2 separate regions of the Mus musculus genome follow, and region 2 is linked to region 1. The links are chromatin contacts, called in public HiChIP or PLAC-seq maps. All regions are on one chromosome and are shown on one strand. The core of a region is the stretch at or near the end of the contact, and the rest is flanking DNA. Distances in the headings are between cores, read along the strand shown. Region 1 holds the start of Rnaseh2b (ribonuclease H2, subunit B). Region 2 holds the start of Wdfy2 (WD repeat and FYVE domain containing 2).

Region 1 (7,608 bases), core at 2,059-4,558:
TTAATGAAAACATAATTCTAAAATGGGAATTCTTAGAATAGTTTTAATTCTTGCTTTGTTTTGTATTTAGATGTCATTTGTGGTCATCACGATGCCCCAGGCTGAAAAGCTACTGCCCGCGAATGGCTAGGATGGCAGGCAGGGACTCCCCAAAGGCTACCTGTCCTTTATCCTCCAAACAAACTGGCCATTACATCTGGGTTGCCTGTGGAAATGACAAACAAGGAAGCTTCCTTTGGAGCTCTGCAGTACCCAGAGGGAACTCAACAGAACTGAGGACTGGCTCTAAAGCCCAGTTCGATCTGGAAACTTCTTCACTCACGGGTGGGAGGGTGGGGTGGAGGTAGGAGTGGGTGGTGCTGATTAAGGACGTTTTTACTCAAGCTATGTGGGCCTATATACAAGAGTCCTACGTGATTTTCATCTCTCCCCCCCCCCCCGCCCCCAGAACTCTAGGGTTTTCAATGTACACATTTCCTGGGAGGTGAATCCTGTTAACAGTCTTCCCCAACAGCCGCAGGCAGTCTCCTGCCTACTCTAGTGAGCTGATGTGCTCCTGACTAACTCTCACAACTGGCCCAGCTCAGTAGACCAGACAAGTGTACAACAGATTGACAAAAGAAAACCAGTATTAAGAATATGACCTTCTGGAACCTTATAACATGTTCCCAAAGTAACTGGTCTTAGAGTAATTAAACAGCAGTGTAGCATTCCCAATTACATCGGAGGTGCAGTATGCTCATTCCAGATGCAAAGACCCATTCCACCTTGCTGCAACACCCCAGCTTGTCTGTGAAAAGGAAGCTAGCACAGTCCACTCTCTGAGTTCCAGCTTTCCTTTGTCTAGGAGGCTTCAACTTAACAAAACAAAACTGAGAAGTACCCTGTAATCAACTTTAAGATGTAACCTTCGGGACATACCAGAGGCAACTTGAATGTAAATTAAATGTCAAGCCAAGGTTAGCTGCCTGTGCCCTGAATGTATACAAGCTCTGCTCACTTTCAGAACAGTGAACCCTCAAGCAGTCAAGCCTCAGGTGCGGTTACCCAGGACCCCAGCTCCCCAGGCTGGTCCTCGATACAGCAGTTCCGGGGGGTATTAGACCAGCCAGTAACGGTGCTTGAGTCTTTACTAGAAGAGCAAGCATATTTTTGGGTCTTAGCCCAGGACAGACTAGCTCAGAACCTTCACAAATGAAGTCTCACTCCCAGGAGGCCGGTGCCCTTACATTGGAGGGCAGACCCCATAGCTGCTATCAAACGTGTTTGGACCCTTAGAGCCTGCAGGTGGCACTAAAGGCCACCTGGAAGAGCAGAAGTCAGGAAGCCCAAGTTTTAAGTTTTAGAACCCTCAACCACTATCAGCCTAATGAGTAGGTGAGAGAGCACCTTGCCTGAAGGGTAAAAAAAGGTGAGAGGACAGACACCTCAGCTTTGAACAGAAACCAGGTGGCAATGCGTCTCACCCCTCCCTCCCAGTAGATCTACTACACCTTTCTCTTTGAGGGATGCATTCAACATCGAGTCTTTTCAGTTTTGTGCTTGGTACGATTATGACACACTTTAAGAAGGAAATTAATGTCAGTGAAACAGCCAACAAAACAAAACAAAACCCCTCAAATTATTGCAAACTACTATATAGTATTAACATGTTTGATTGCAAAAAGAATGATTAGGGATCCTACTACAAAAATCAAATATACTGATGTAACAGAAGGGTGAAAGGAGGCTCTCCCCTCTCCCAGCTAAACTAAGGTGTTCAGCTAGCCTTCTGATGGCTCACCAACACCAGGAATTCTCACTAGCTGCTTTACCAAGCACTATCAGTGAGGTTACGGCTTAACTGGACTCATCATAGGCAGCTGGAGTCAGGACGAAGCCGTATCAACCACTTCAGAAAACCATTCTGCAGAACTAAAGCTAACCCAACAAGCACCCAAAAGCAGCTTCCACTCCAGGATACAGACACTCCGAAGAAATGAATGCCAATGTCCACCAACAGCCTCAAAAGAATGCTGCCAGAGGTGTAACTCCTACTAGGTGCAAACCAGGAGGAACACCTAATGCCATCCATCCTCCGGAGAGTAGTAGCATTGATATGCATACAGCAAACCAGAAGCAATTTTTAAGAACCAGCCAACAAAACCCATGGAACAGCCATGGATGGATCTGGCAGACGTGGTACGGAGGGAAGGAAGACAGATACAAAAGTCACAGGGGTCCAAGCAGGCAAAACTAATTTGATGACAGAAAGCCTGGGGTTCTCTAGAAGACGGGTGTATGAGCTGCTAGCTGGAAAGCTACTCTTCTTGGTCAGCAGCATACAGGGTTCAGTTGAGTGAGCTGCAAACCCAAAATCCATACACTTGAATGTGTTTAACTTTTTACACAGGAGAGAAGCTGTGTATCCAAAGTAAGTGTCAGGTCGTTACATAAAGATTATAAAAATTATCATCACTGGATATCTATACCCTGGTGAAATATATTTGCTGTAAAAATGCTCTGCATTTGCTAAACTAAAACTCAAAATTAAAGTGACTGGGAAGTTTCCTTCTTCACGCGTATTCTAACATCAAATGTATCATTGTAAAATGACAGAGTGTTTCTGGCTTGCATTCCCTAACCCAAATTTATTTCACTTGCCCTCCTCATATGGCAATGGCTGTCGCATGCCACCACATGCCCTGATAGCTGGTCATCATCTACAGGGACACTGAGTGGCCTGGTTCTGGGATTTTTGACTGTCACCATGTCCTGGAATTGTTTCAAACCACGCTCACATAAACCCCATCCAGGCTCCCTTATGCCTGGCCACCCTTGCCTTTCCAGAGCAGCAGAGCGGCTCAGCATGGGACTACTGCGACCTCTGGTTTGGAGCTGGTAAGATTCTAGACGCTGAGCTACAGAGATCCAGTAACTCCCAGGGGACAGCAGAGTCCCGGGACCCCCGCTGCCCGCCGCAGGCCGAGTGGCTGGACCCGCCCCAGGGAATCCGCGCAAACGCTGCCGTCGCTTCCGGGTTTGGAGTTTTCCCGCGTGTTGTGACACGTGACCAGGATGCTTAGCAAAGCGCGGGGCACCGAATCCGGGTCCGCGCTCGCTAGGACCTTGCGGACCGGTGCTGGCCTGGGAAAAAAAAAAAACCCGCGCTGCCGCTGCCGCCACCAGCGACCTAGGCCCACGCGCCTCCCGCGTTTACCTGGAAGTAGGAACACTAGCTGCCTGGCCGCCAAGTCCCCGCGGTCCCGACCTCCGGCCATGGTCGCGCCCTGCCGGAAGTGGCGCCGAGGGGCCCGCCAACCGGGGCCACCAGCCTGCCTCCATTTCCGGGCCCGCCCGCTCGGCTTCCTTTTTTGAAATCTGCGCGGGCCCTGCTGTCAGTGGAGGGTGTGGAGCTCCTCGTTTTTCTCACTCTCATTCTACGGGCGCTGCTCGTGCGTGTATTTCATACATTGAGGTTCCTAATGCGGGCGAGCAGCCTTCAAATTGGCTGTGGGCCAATTTGATAGTTAAGGTAATTTTTTAAAGATACAACCCAAATTATGCTTATAATTTGGAGTTCAACATACGAATTTGTTATTTAGGATAAATCTTTAGAGTATTAACGAGACTTAGTTTGGGTGTGGTTTGGTTTTGACACAAGGTCCACCACCCAGCGGGGACTGACCTTCAAAGTATGCCGCCCTGGCTGGCTTTGAATACTGGATCAGGAACCTCCCAAGTGCTAGAATGGTTGTGAGCAAAAGTGGTGTCTTGTTGCCTAGGGCTCACCTCGGGGCTATAGAGAAAACAATTAAGCCCTGACTAGGGAGGTGGAGAGGGGATTCTCTCAAAGGGCCAGCTGCCGATCAGGAAGCTTGTTCTGAAGTGTTCTTTCTAGGCAGACTATGCACTTTATGTCTTTTGTTATCCAGTCTAGTGGCACTTTGTATTTTGTTTTTGTAGAGGGAGCAATGTGAGACACAGGCAACATAAATGTGGAGGTCTGAGTTATAAAGGTGGTCAAAGCTTTTGAGAAATTACATAGAGCAACCAGAAGTTGGTCTGGATCTTAAAACATAGGCTGAGATTCCCTCCTGAGGCATGAAGCCCTTAAAAATACCCACCTCTGAACAACAATATGAACTAACCAGTACCCCCAGAGCTCATGTCTCTAGCTGCATATGTAGCAGAAGATGGCCTAGTCGGCCATCATTGGGAAGAGAGGCCCCTTGGTCTTGTAAACTTTATATGCCTCAGTACAGGGGAACACCAGGGCCAAGAAGTGGGAGTGAGTGGGTAGGGGGGGGTGGTATGGGGGACTTTTGGGATAGCACTTGAAATGTAAATGAAGAAAATACCTAATTAAAAAAAATATATATATAATACCCACCTCTGACCAGACCATTGTAAGACCACGAAAAAATAAGGCCACGCAGGGACATTTCGTGATTCTCTCAGACAAAAGCAAGATCAGTGTCATTTGTGCAGCAACTGTCCCAGCACTTGGCCACAGTGAGAACTGCTTTACCCAGTACAGCTCTATTCCTGTGCTAGTCTCCCCTGGCTGTGGATAAGAGTCAGGAAGATGAGTCAGGATACAAAGACAGAAGAGGACTCTGGAGGGAAAGGGGTCCCCCTAGGACTGGCTTTGCGTTTCATGCTGGCTGAGAATTAAGAATTTTGACTCAATTGGACCATCAAGGTGGTTCAGTACACAGAGGATTAACAGGATTCCCATGCCCAGCCACAGAGAAATCACTGCACACTGAGGGATTAATAATGGAAATGGTTTTTAATGATAGTGTGTGTGTGTGTGTGTGTGTGTGTGTGTCTAATGCTCAGGGAGGAGGCCTTATAGAGAAGATGTTGTTAGCTTACATTTTAGGCTTATGCATTTCACATAAATCTTTCAGGCTCCAGCCCCAGGTTACACTTTGGAAAGTTTAAACAGACACAAGAGACGGCAGGTCTGGTCCCTTGCTTGGGCAAATGGGAGATTTACTCAGCAAAGATATTGCCTGAACTATTTAAGTACACTAGTGTTCCTTTTGTTCTTGTCCACCAGGCAGAATTACACGTTTCCTGTTGAGAGCACAGAGAACTTGAGGACAGACCAGGACTTAATGATGGTTGTGACCCTGTGCTACTCCCTTGAGCCACCCCTCGGAGGCATGTTCTTGATATGGGGATATGCCTAATGGCTAGTTGTAAGCCTTGTTATGGGACTAGAGCTTAACTGGAAATCAGTCTTGGTGACCAAGAATTAGCAGAAACGTTCTCAGTAATCCTAAACGTCTACTGTGGTACAGAGTTTTCTTCCACAGTTCCTCACAAGCCTCGTTAGGGCACTTCTCTCCCAGGCACGAGGCAGAGTTCCTTTAGCTAAATTCTACTCTGTGTACCTTGGTGTTTCCTAAGCCAGTTTATTATTAATACATCATAGCATCAATTTTATTACTTTGAGGTTCCTCTGAGTTCAATAACCACCCAAATGATGGAGCAGAAATGATCTGACTCCTGAAAGTTGCCCTTTGACCCCCACAATGTGCTGTGGCATGGGCACATGCTAAAGGCCAGTGAACTTTAATACTGTGAGTCTTTTGGCCAGCATTTTGCTCAATAACAAAACTAGGAAATGGCATTTAACGTGAAAATGGTGAAACTTCTGCAAGTCATGGGTCAGTCTCTTGTTAAGAGTCCCGTGACTCCTATTGATGAGTAAAGACCCACATCCCTTATCTCTCTTCATGTAATTCATGTAGTAAGAGAATGATTTTTCACACATTTGTGGTTTGTGTGTGTGTTCATGTGGGAGTACATATGTGTAGAGGTGAGCATGTACTTATGCGTGTTTATAGGTAGAGACCCAAAGTTGGCATCAGGTATATTTCTCAGCTGCTCTGCAGTTTATTTACTTGGTAAGCTCTTACTGAGCCCCAGACTCACTGACTCCAGCTACTCTAGCTGGACAGCTTGCTCTGAGGAGCCCTTCTCTTTGCCTCCAGAGTGCTGACATGACAGGTGGCTGCTGTGACAGCTTATCTTTTTACAAGAGTTCTGAGAATCAGAACTCTGGTCCTCATACTTGTATGATAAGCGATTTATCCATTGTGCCATCTCCCTGTGCCATCTCCCTGCATAAAGCTTATTTTTTAAACACTTGTGATTTCTCTACTTTAAGCATAAAAACAATACGTGTTTGTTGTAGTTGTTTTAGATGTCTTCCTCAAATTTCTAGCCAAGGCAAATCAGCCTTGCTTACTTCTTATTATGATTATATCCAGGTTCTATGATTTGTTACAAATGAAATTTATTCTGTTTTGTAGCTGTGAAGATTTTAAAAGGATACACTATTTAAATTGTGAAAGGTTGCCCCTGTATTTATGACGGAAATGTTAGTCCCTAAACTTTAACAATGATCAACTAAGTTGTCTAGGAAGTAACTAGCTGGGCTGGAGAGCTGAGTAGTTGGTAATTGCCGATCTGGATCCAGTCCCCAGCAGAAATGGAAAAGCCAAGTGCAGTGGTAGCACCTTAATCCAGAGCTGAGGGCGGAGCCAAGTCAGGAGGCGCGCTGGGGCTGGCTGTCTCTCACAGTGAGCTCCATCCAGGTTCACGAGAGACCTGGCAGAGACTGAGGAAGGAAGACACCTGACTGACCTTTGGACTCCACATGTGTACATGTAACCTTGCACATGCATGCCCCAGGCTCGTCCAACACACTCACACACACACTCACACACACACACACAGAGGGGACTTTGTAGACAGGAACTCTGTGTACATGTTTCTGTTTTAAAATGTCATGGGATTTCAAGAAGCATGTGGAGGCTTGAGAGTTAAGGAACTAAACTAAAAGGGAACTGACAACCTTACTGTTGAATATATGTCCAAAATCTCAGCCTGTTAACTACAGGGTTACAGAAAGGAAGGCATGGCATAAGGTTTAGAATAAGAGACAAAATATTAATTTCAGGTTTACATAGAATTCTAAAGGTATGCAAAATACCCCACAGGCTGAAACAGACTGAGAGAGTTAGTCCAGTTAGTCCTCACTGAATTCTTGTGAAAGCTTTGTTTGCCTGCTATTTGTATGACATCACTCCAGATGAAATTGCTTTTTAAAAAAAAATATTTTTGATATCAGATATGTGTTCTACGATCCAACACAAACGACATTCCTAGAGTAGCTGTTGTACAGGACCCCAGACCTTAGCAAACCGATGCCATAATGCAATTCAGGTTGTGAAACTCGGCACATCCTAGCACCAGTCAGAAGGGAAACAAAGACCTAATCCATCCAAGACTTAGTTCTGAGAAAGGCTCTAAATGCACTAACCTTGCTTTTGGCTTTTGTAGTTCTGCTTCTAGCTAAATGTCCTTACTAACTGAGGTTTGTCAACTCAAGATATGGTTTTGTTATTAAAAGCTCACTCTGAGAAACCTAAATGTTACACTGGGATCCCAAACACCCAGTATAATTGCCACTAATAAAGACTTTTCTTAACCCCATGCCAGAGTGGTCTTTTCTTGTGGATGGATACCCCACAGCAGTAACCATGCACAACATGAACGGGATTCCTACCATTTGCTCTAGAAATAATTTCTCTACTAAGAATCTTATTC
Region 2 (7,608 bases), core at 3,696-6,195, 510 kb before region 1:
ACTAAGGTCAACTGGGGAATGGAAACCTCAATTGAGGAACTGCTTCTATCAGACTGGCCTAGAGACTTGTCTAAAGGCATCTTCCTAACTAAAGATTGATAGGGAGGGGCTTAACCCATTGTGAGTAGAACCATCCCAAGGCAGGTGGTCCTTAGCTGTGTCAGAAAACAGCTCAACAAGCCAGTGAGCTCAGCTTCAGTTAGAGTCTGGAGCTCGCACCTCACTTCCCAGGATAAAGGGCTGTGATTGGACCAAATCAAGCCTTTCCTCCCCAAGGCACTTTCGGCATAGTGTTTTAGCAGGGATCAAACCAGACCACCCTCCCTCAGGCTCCCTCTCACTAGGCTTCCGTGCCCACCCGTGTCCACAAGTCATTTTATCCAGAAAACGAATTCCAAATGTTTGTACCCAGGAGTTTCTGTAACTTTTTTTTCTTCCCTTTGTGGCTTTAGTTACTCCTCTAGAGCCACTCGTCCTCCACATTCCCTGCAGTATGGCAATACTCAGAGCAGAGTGACCAGCATAGGCTGCTCCAGTCTTAACCTTGCTCCTAACCACAGAGACTCTGTATGGTAAGAGAGCTGTCTTGGGTTAAAGTGTGTATATAATGAACATAGGAAGGGGTGCTGAGTAGTTTGTCAACTTGACACAGGCTACAGTCATCTGGGAAAAGAGATCCTCAATTGATAAAATGCCTCCACCAGTCTGGCCTGTGGGCAACTCTGTGATGGCATTTTCTTAATTAATGGTTGGTGTGAAGGGCCCAGCCCACTGTGCATGTGATGCCTGTGGGCAGGTCCTGAGCTGTGTAAGGAAGCAGGTTGAGCAAGCTTTGGAGAGAGCAAGCCAGTAAGCAGCATTCCCCCATGGCCTCTGCTTTAAGTGCTACCTCTAGGTCCTAGTCCTGACTTCATGCTTCAAATAAACCCGATCTTCCCCAAGCTGCTTTGGGTTGTGGTCTTTATTACAGCCATAGAAACCTAACCTAGACCAAAGATAAACATCTGACAGGGCTGGGTCATACCTGGGCTTTCTTCACCTAAGATTCTACTAAACAAAACATCCCTTGTAAATTACAAAGTCTTGATCAAAACAGAGCGCATAGGTCTGTGATGGTGCTCTTTTTTCAACCTACTTTTCTCCTCTTTTTCAATATTTAGTTTGGTTTTTCAAGACAGAGTTTCTCTGTGTAGCCCTGGCTGTCCTGAAACTCCTTCTAGACTGGGCTGGCCTCAAAACTCAGAGATTTGCCTGCCTCTGGCTCCCGACTGCTGGGATTAAAGGCATGCACCACCACTGACTGGCTATTTATTTTTATTTTGTATGTATGCATTAGTGTTTTGCCTGCATATATGTATGTGCACCAGATCCATTTCTCCACTGGAACAGGAGTTATAGGCGGTAGAGAGCCACCATGTGGGTGCTGAGAATCAAACCAGGGTCCTCTGCAAGAACAGCAAGTGCCCTTAACCACTGAGCCAGCTCCCCAAGCTGGATGAAGCTCTTACACAAGGACCACTGAAAACCATTAGCCTAGAAAGGGCAGCCTGAAAAGAAGCAGGGAAGCGAGGGACCTTAGATCCCACAATTTGGTGGAGCCTTTGTAACTGGAACCTAGTTACAACCAAAGGCTCTGCAAGGTCAGCGAGTTGTGGGAACAGGTTCTCCACCAGGGCAGACAGCTTTCTTATTTTCTGTTTCTTCCTTCGATATCAAGTAAAGTGCCAAGTTGTCCCAACTGTGCCACAGTGAACGTGAAACCTACTCTTTAGCTTGAAGATTTGAGAACCACCAGCTTGCTAGTGAGAGAAGCCCGGGAAGGAAAACGTACGGCAAGTGTAACAATCCTCCAGAGGAAAGGAGAACAACAGGGGCTGGAGCCCAGTCACTCTTCCCCACCAGAAAGTTCTCTTTTCAACACTCTATCTTAAATGTAACGGTTTTATTACATAATATTCTCGGCCAGGGGGTGTGACTCAGGGGTAGAGAGTGCTTACCTAGCATGTCCAGACTTCAGAGTTCCATCCCTAGCACCACACACATACACAAAACAAAACCTATACTCTAAAATTTCTGCTACTCAACTATGTAAGCACCTTGAAAAGACTTGGTCATTAACATCGCTGTCACCCATTCGCACAAATGCACACGCGCGCGCACGTGCGCGCGCACACACACACACACACACACACACACACACACGATGAGAACACACTAGAAACTTTACTGTCTGCTGGGATGACTGAAGCAATGCTTGAATTCTCAGTTTGAACGTGTCTAAGGCCACCTAGTCCAATACTTCCCCCACGAAGGTCTACTTGTCTACATAAGGTTTTCACAAGTCATCCAAATACTCACTCAGCAAACATCAATGAATCCAGAATAGTTAAGTACTGGATTCTTAGAAATGGGGTGGAGGGAGGTCCTACATCAGTCACTGATAAAACAAGTAATGAGGGACTCCTGTGTGCCAGGTACTATGTAGCTCCTTAGTCAGTAAAGGACACAACGCTTCCTAGAGGCCTCACAGAAGACAAAACAGACATAACATAGGTATATCACTGCTTAAAACAAAAATATTAAGCTTTCTCAAAGGTGCAGATAAAGGCTCCAATGAGTCTGAACGGAGAAAGGGAACTAGGATTTCCTAAGTAAAATGCTACAGCGCACTATTTGTAGCTGACCCTCATGGTTCAGTAACGAACTGGCAAAGCAGCTAATGGTAATGGTTTTGCAAGTGTTGATGAAAATCAATACTCCATCTTCCTATCTTTAGCATTATATCAAGCGGCACTAACATTGCCTTTGAAAAGTAAGAACACAGATCAATTCTTTCTTTTAGGGCAAGCCATATCTAAAACTGCCTTAAAACAGCTACATTCATGGTTGATTGACCCGAAGAAGCAGAGACTTGTCAACCTGAGTAACAAAATTTACAGAGACAAGGACCCAGCATTACTGCAGGGGCCCGATTCCCGGTAACTCCACAGTAAGACAAATTCTGTTATGTACACTGCAAACCAGGGAAGTGAGAGATCATTAGGCACTGCACTTCCTTTGTGCGACGATGAACCGAGACGTGCTCTTCACTTTTCTGCACATATACTTTAGCTTCTCTAGACATGGAACATTACCTCCACTAAAGTTGTTTCCTTCAAGGAAAATACATTGAAATGGGAATCAGACGTTTCTAAACTAATAGCATGGAGCTGAGGTCTGGACAACCTTTCTCCTCCTCCTCCGATTGAGTTTAATGAACTAAAGAATTGCTTACAAATCGGGAATCAATCTCATCTCTAGTAATGGAAAGGGGAAGTTATCAACATATTCCTTCAATATATTTTATAGAAAATATTCCAGAAAGATAATCCTTTGATGACAAATTTTAAGCCCAGAAACAGTCTAATGCAGTCTAAGCATGTTGCACCAAAGGAAAAAATTAAACACTGTCATAAGACTTCTTTATGAATCTCTAACGGCTCCCACATCCACGTCACTCAGTTTCTTCAGTTCTTCCTGGACTGACTGCCATTAGCATATGTTCGCAATGTTTCCCCACAGATCTGCATAGGAAATGAAGTAGGCGCCATGCATATCAAGAATGATGCAGAGGTCGATATGCAATATACACATGCAATACACTCTTCCTTTATATTCAAGAACCTAAGAAACAAATCAAGTAAAAAATGTTTGAATTTACATTAGGTGCTGAAACGATTTTTTTTTAAGTGAGCACTTTTTGCTTTATCTTTGCAATTTTAAGAGTCACAGAATAACTCTACCTCGGCATGATACTAACTTATAATAAGAAAACCTAACTGCCTGTCTGAAGCTAAGAACCCAGACAGTTACATACCTCTGCCACGCTACAACTGATTTTAAAATGCTTGTAGATATTACCCAAATAGTAATTTCAGATATCTTACCCTATCCCCTATATTCAAGCGGCATTCCTCTGGAAATCAAAAACACAGCGCAAAAGGGGAATCCTGAAGGCAGAACCAGAGCTACTTCTGCTAATTAAGCAATCTTGGAAAGGAAGTAGGCAAAGGGAAGGAACTCAAGCAGTTGTCTGCAAAAGTGATCCCTTGCAACTTCCAGTCACTTCCCCTTGAGCTCCAAGACATAAACTTTTAGGAAAGGAAGGCGCCACACGCAGAAGCCCAAAGTTACTCTCTTCACAATTTAATAAGTCCTTGGGTTCGGTGAAAGATGTCCTGGAGATACACAGATTCGGTGAACCGTATAGAAGAAAGAAAATACGTTCCCTTTCTCGTTTGGGTAACCAAACAATGGACCAACTAGCAGCGCCTCCAAATCATCCCGGTGCATGGAGGGTCCTTTAAGCTAAAACACCTGCAAAGCTGGGCGGCTTCTCCCTCTGCCCTTCCCATCCCCAAAACTGGACCAGGTCTGGTGTCTCCTGCACTGTTAACCCAAGGGCCACTCGGACTCCGCCAGGGACCAGTTGCTGAGGCCAAGGCCACCGCGCTGGGAACTGAACCAGTAGGTGCGGTCTACCCTCCCACCAAGCCAGGGCCGGACCTCCGCGCGGCACGGGGACAAGCAGTCAGTACCTGTCCTCCGAGACGCTGATGACACCCTCTTCTTTAGGTACAATCACCGCCATGTTGACCACCTCCTGCGACCCCTCGACCCGCTGCAGCAGGATCGGCTTGCGGGTCAGTGGCTGGGGCTGGATCTCCGCCGCCATCGGAGGGGGCGCGCCCGGGGAGCAGCCGAACGCGCCGGGGGACTTGGCTGAAGAGAACGCTCAGGCTTGCGCTCAGGATCGGGCTGCGAAGCGGAGCGGGCCTTTGGGAGCCAGCGACCATAGCCCTGCCGCCTGTCCAGGGAATGTGCCCGCTCTGGCTTCCAAAACCAACACCGCCGCCACACTAGCCGCAAGCCGGCGCCACCTAAGAGAGTAGGGGGCGGGGAGCAGGGGGCGGGGCGGGGCGGGGCCCTGTCGCAAGGCGGCCAACCCACTTCCGGAGGATGGGCACTAGCAGCCAATGCGCGTGCGTCAGTCCAGGAGCCACTTCCGCCCCGCCGCCCGTAAGTAACCGAGGCCCGCAGTGCTGTCAGGACGCATGCGCCCCGCAGTCCTTTACTTTCCCTTCCACACCCAAAGCTTTGTCCCCTCCCTCATAAAAAAAAAAATCTGTGAATGCGCGTGCCCAGAGCCCCACCCTCTCCAGACTCTGGGGGCGGGGAAAAGCCTACGTCAGCCGCACCGGAAAAGCGCCTGCAGGAAGGATAGAGGCTAAACTAGTTGGGACGTGAGTGTGCATGCGCGCAGATGACTCACCGCTAAGTTTTAACAATAACACACCGGAGAGGGCGCTGTGCTGTCGGCCGTAGAGAAACGGCTCTTGCCAGCACCGCGTGGACTCTTGGGGGTTGTAGTTTCCTCCATCCTCGACGTCCTTGTTCTAGAAAGCAGTAACGCCCACTTCTCAGCCCAGGAGAGATGTGGGCAAACGAAACTCTGCGCCTTCTGTGGGTTATTGCCCAAGTCAGAGGCAGAAATAGTGTAGTATCTAAGAGGGAGAACTAAAGAGCAAGCCCTGCTGAGCAAGACTTCTCTCGGGGTCACACTGCCACCGGTTTTAGTGAGATATGAGGGTAGAGGAAGAAGAGACTCTCATACAAGCTTCTTTGAGGGAGTTTAGAGATCATGGTATCAATCTTCTCTTTGTATTATGAATAAAGGACTCACACTTGAACCTAAGTCTTTTTGTCCAGTCTTGTTTCCAATCCCTAGCAATTGAACATTTTTGCTTTTCCAGTGACAACGGACAGTTAATAAATACAATCACAATATAATATAGAATGACTGTAATAAGGAGAATAAAATGTTGACTGGGCTATGGGGAAATTGGAACTCCTTTACAATTCAGGTGGGGATGTAAAACAGTCTCTTTTGGGGGGGGGGGAATGTAGTATTGCTTCAAAGGATAAACATTGCTACTGTCAGGTCCAAAAGAAACGGTGGGGTACTAGATATCTGTGATTTCCATTAGCATAGCAAAGCAAGGCGAACCTTGAAAGCAAAATGCTAAATGAAAGGAACTAATCATAGAGGACCGTTTATTTTATGATTCCACTTACGTGAAATAATCAGACTAGTGTTTGTACAGAATTGAGAGAGAAAGGAATAAAGCAGTCAGAAGGCTGTCTTCCGTTCATGTATGTCTGTTCGCCAGGTGTGTGCCTGGATCCCTGGAACTGGAGTTATGGAAAGTTGTGAGCTCTAAGTGGGTGCTGTGAGTCAAATGTAGTTCTGGAAGAGTGTCCAGTTCTCTTAACTGCTAAGTCATCTCTACAGGCCCAAGAGAACTATTTTTTCTTTATTTTATAGTGTGTTTGTGTTTGTGTGTGTGTGTGTGTGTGTGTGTGTGTGTGTGTGTGTGTGTGCCTGAGTGCCAATATGTGTACCGCATGTGTGCGGGAGCCCAGCAAGGTCAGAAGAAGTGGACCCCCTGAAACTGTATTTACAACCTATTGTGAGCTACAATATGGGTGCTTGGATTTAAACCCAGGTCCTCTAACAAGTAATCTTAGTTGCTAAACCATCTTTTATAACCTACTACCAAGGCTATTTTTTTTTAAATAAACGTCTTTTTCTTTTAAAGATTTATTTACTTATTATATGTAAGTACACTGTAGCTATCTTCAGACAGACCAGAAGAGGGCATCCGATCTCACCACAGATAATTGTGAGCCACCATGTGGTTTCTGGGATTTGAACTCAGGACCTTCAGAAGAGCAGTCAGTGCTCTTAACCGCTGAGCCATCTCTCCAGCCCCCAAGGCTATTTTTAATAACTGGATTAAAATGACTTCTTTTAGATCAACTTCTCAGTCTTTGATGGCCAATTATGAAAGGGTGTCTGTCAGACAAAGAAAGCCAGGGTCACAGGAGACTCCACAAACCATTTTAGTAACAAACAGTATGTATTTTTTTTCTGGCACATTCCACAAGCAAAACTGGTAATAAAAGACTGGGTGGGCCGGGCAGTGGTGGCACACACCTTTGATCCCAGCACTTGGGAGGCAGAGGCAGGCGGATTTCTGAGTTCAAGACCAGCCTGGTCTACAGAGTGAGTTCCAGGACAGGGCTACACAAAGAAACTCTGTCTCGAACCCCCTCCCCCCCCCCAAAAAAAAAGACTGGGTGGGGACCTGGGGCCTCGGAGTCATCTGATGAAATGATGAAATACCCAGAAATTCAGCTGCATACAGCATTCTGAGACCCACAGAGGTAGTGGGTCAGTCATAAATAGAAGTTAAGTAATGGCTAGCTGTACACCAACCTAAATTCAAGAAGGAATTTAGGAGCAAGGGCCAAATCTGTGGCAACTGAGGAAAGATACAAAGGGCTGTGGAGGTAAAGGAATTGGTGTTTCACACCAAAGGAATGAGATGGTGCGTGAGGACTTCACAAGGTGCCCTGAAGCAAATTGCTGAAACTGCTTAAGCCCTGTCTTCTCCACCTCTAAGTTATGGGCGGATGATCCTAGTTATAAAATAGTTATAAAAGGAGGAGGAAGAGATGAAGATGTTTTAGAGGAATGTCCCTGTATCTAGTAAAGAACCGTTACAC

What was found. HiChIP or PLAC-seq counts read pairs in DNA pulled down with a chosen protein or histone mark.
Region 2: a contact with region 1 is called in an HNF4G HiChIP or PLAC-seq map of pancreatic cancer cells. The contact joins the promoter of Wdfy2 here to the promoter of Rnaseh2b in region 1. A contact is called at or near these places in 9 of 39 promoter capture datasets (the 3T3-L1 cell line, 3T3-L1-derived adipocytes, the C10 cell line and 5 more), 4 of 484 Hi-C or Micro-C datasets (cerebellum, erythroblasts, myocytes and 1 more) and 3 of 115 datasets of contacts at active chromatin or transcription factors (cardiomyocytes, extraembryonic endoderm stem cells and pancreatic cancer cells).

Annotation. Positions count from the first base shown.
Region 1 is chr14:62,327,768-62,335,375 of GRCm38.p6, reverse strand. It overlaps Rnaseh2b (ribonuclease H2, subunit B), which reads right to left and starts at 3,308. Exons shown (of 11, transcript NM_026001.3): 1 at 3,200-3,308. The coding sequence starts at 3,260. Gm41173 (a long non-coding RNA gene) reads left to right here and starts at 3,321. Exons shown (of 2, transcript XR_874686.3): 1 at 3,321-3,514; 2 at 5,048-7,494.
Region 2 is chr14:62,835,027-62,842,634 of GRCm38.p6, reverse strand. It overlaps Wdfy2 (WD repeat and FYVE domain containing 2), which reads right to left and starts at 4,945. Exons shown (of 12, transcript NM_175546.4): 1 at 4,578-4,945. The coding sequence starts at 4,714. It overlaps Gm26536 (predicted gene, 26536), which reads left to right and starts at 4,104. Exons shown (of 2, transcript NR_168886.1): 1 at 4,104-4,510; 2 at 4,615-5,734. It overlaps Mir8098 (microRNA 8098), which reads right to left and starts at 4,914; the gene lies at 4,778-4,914.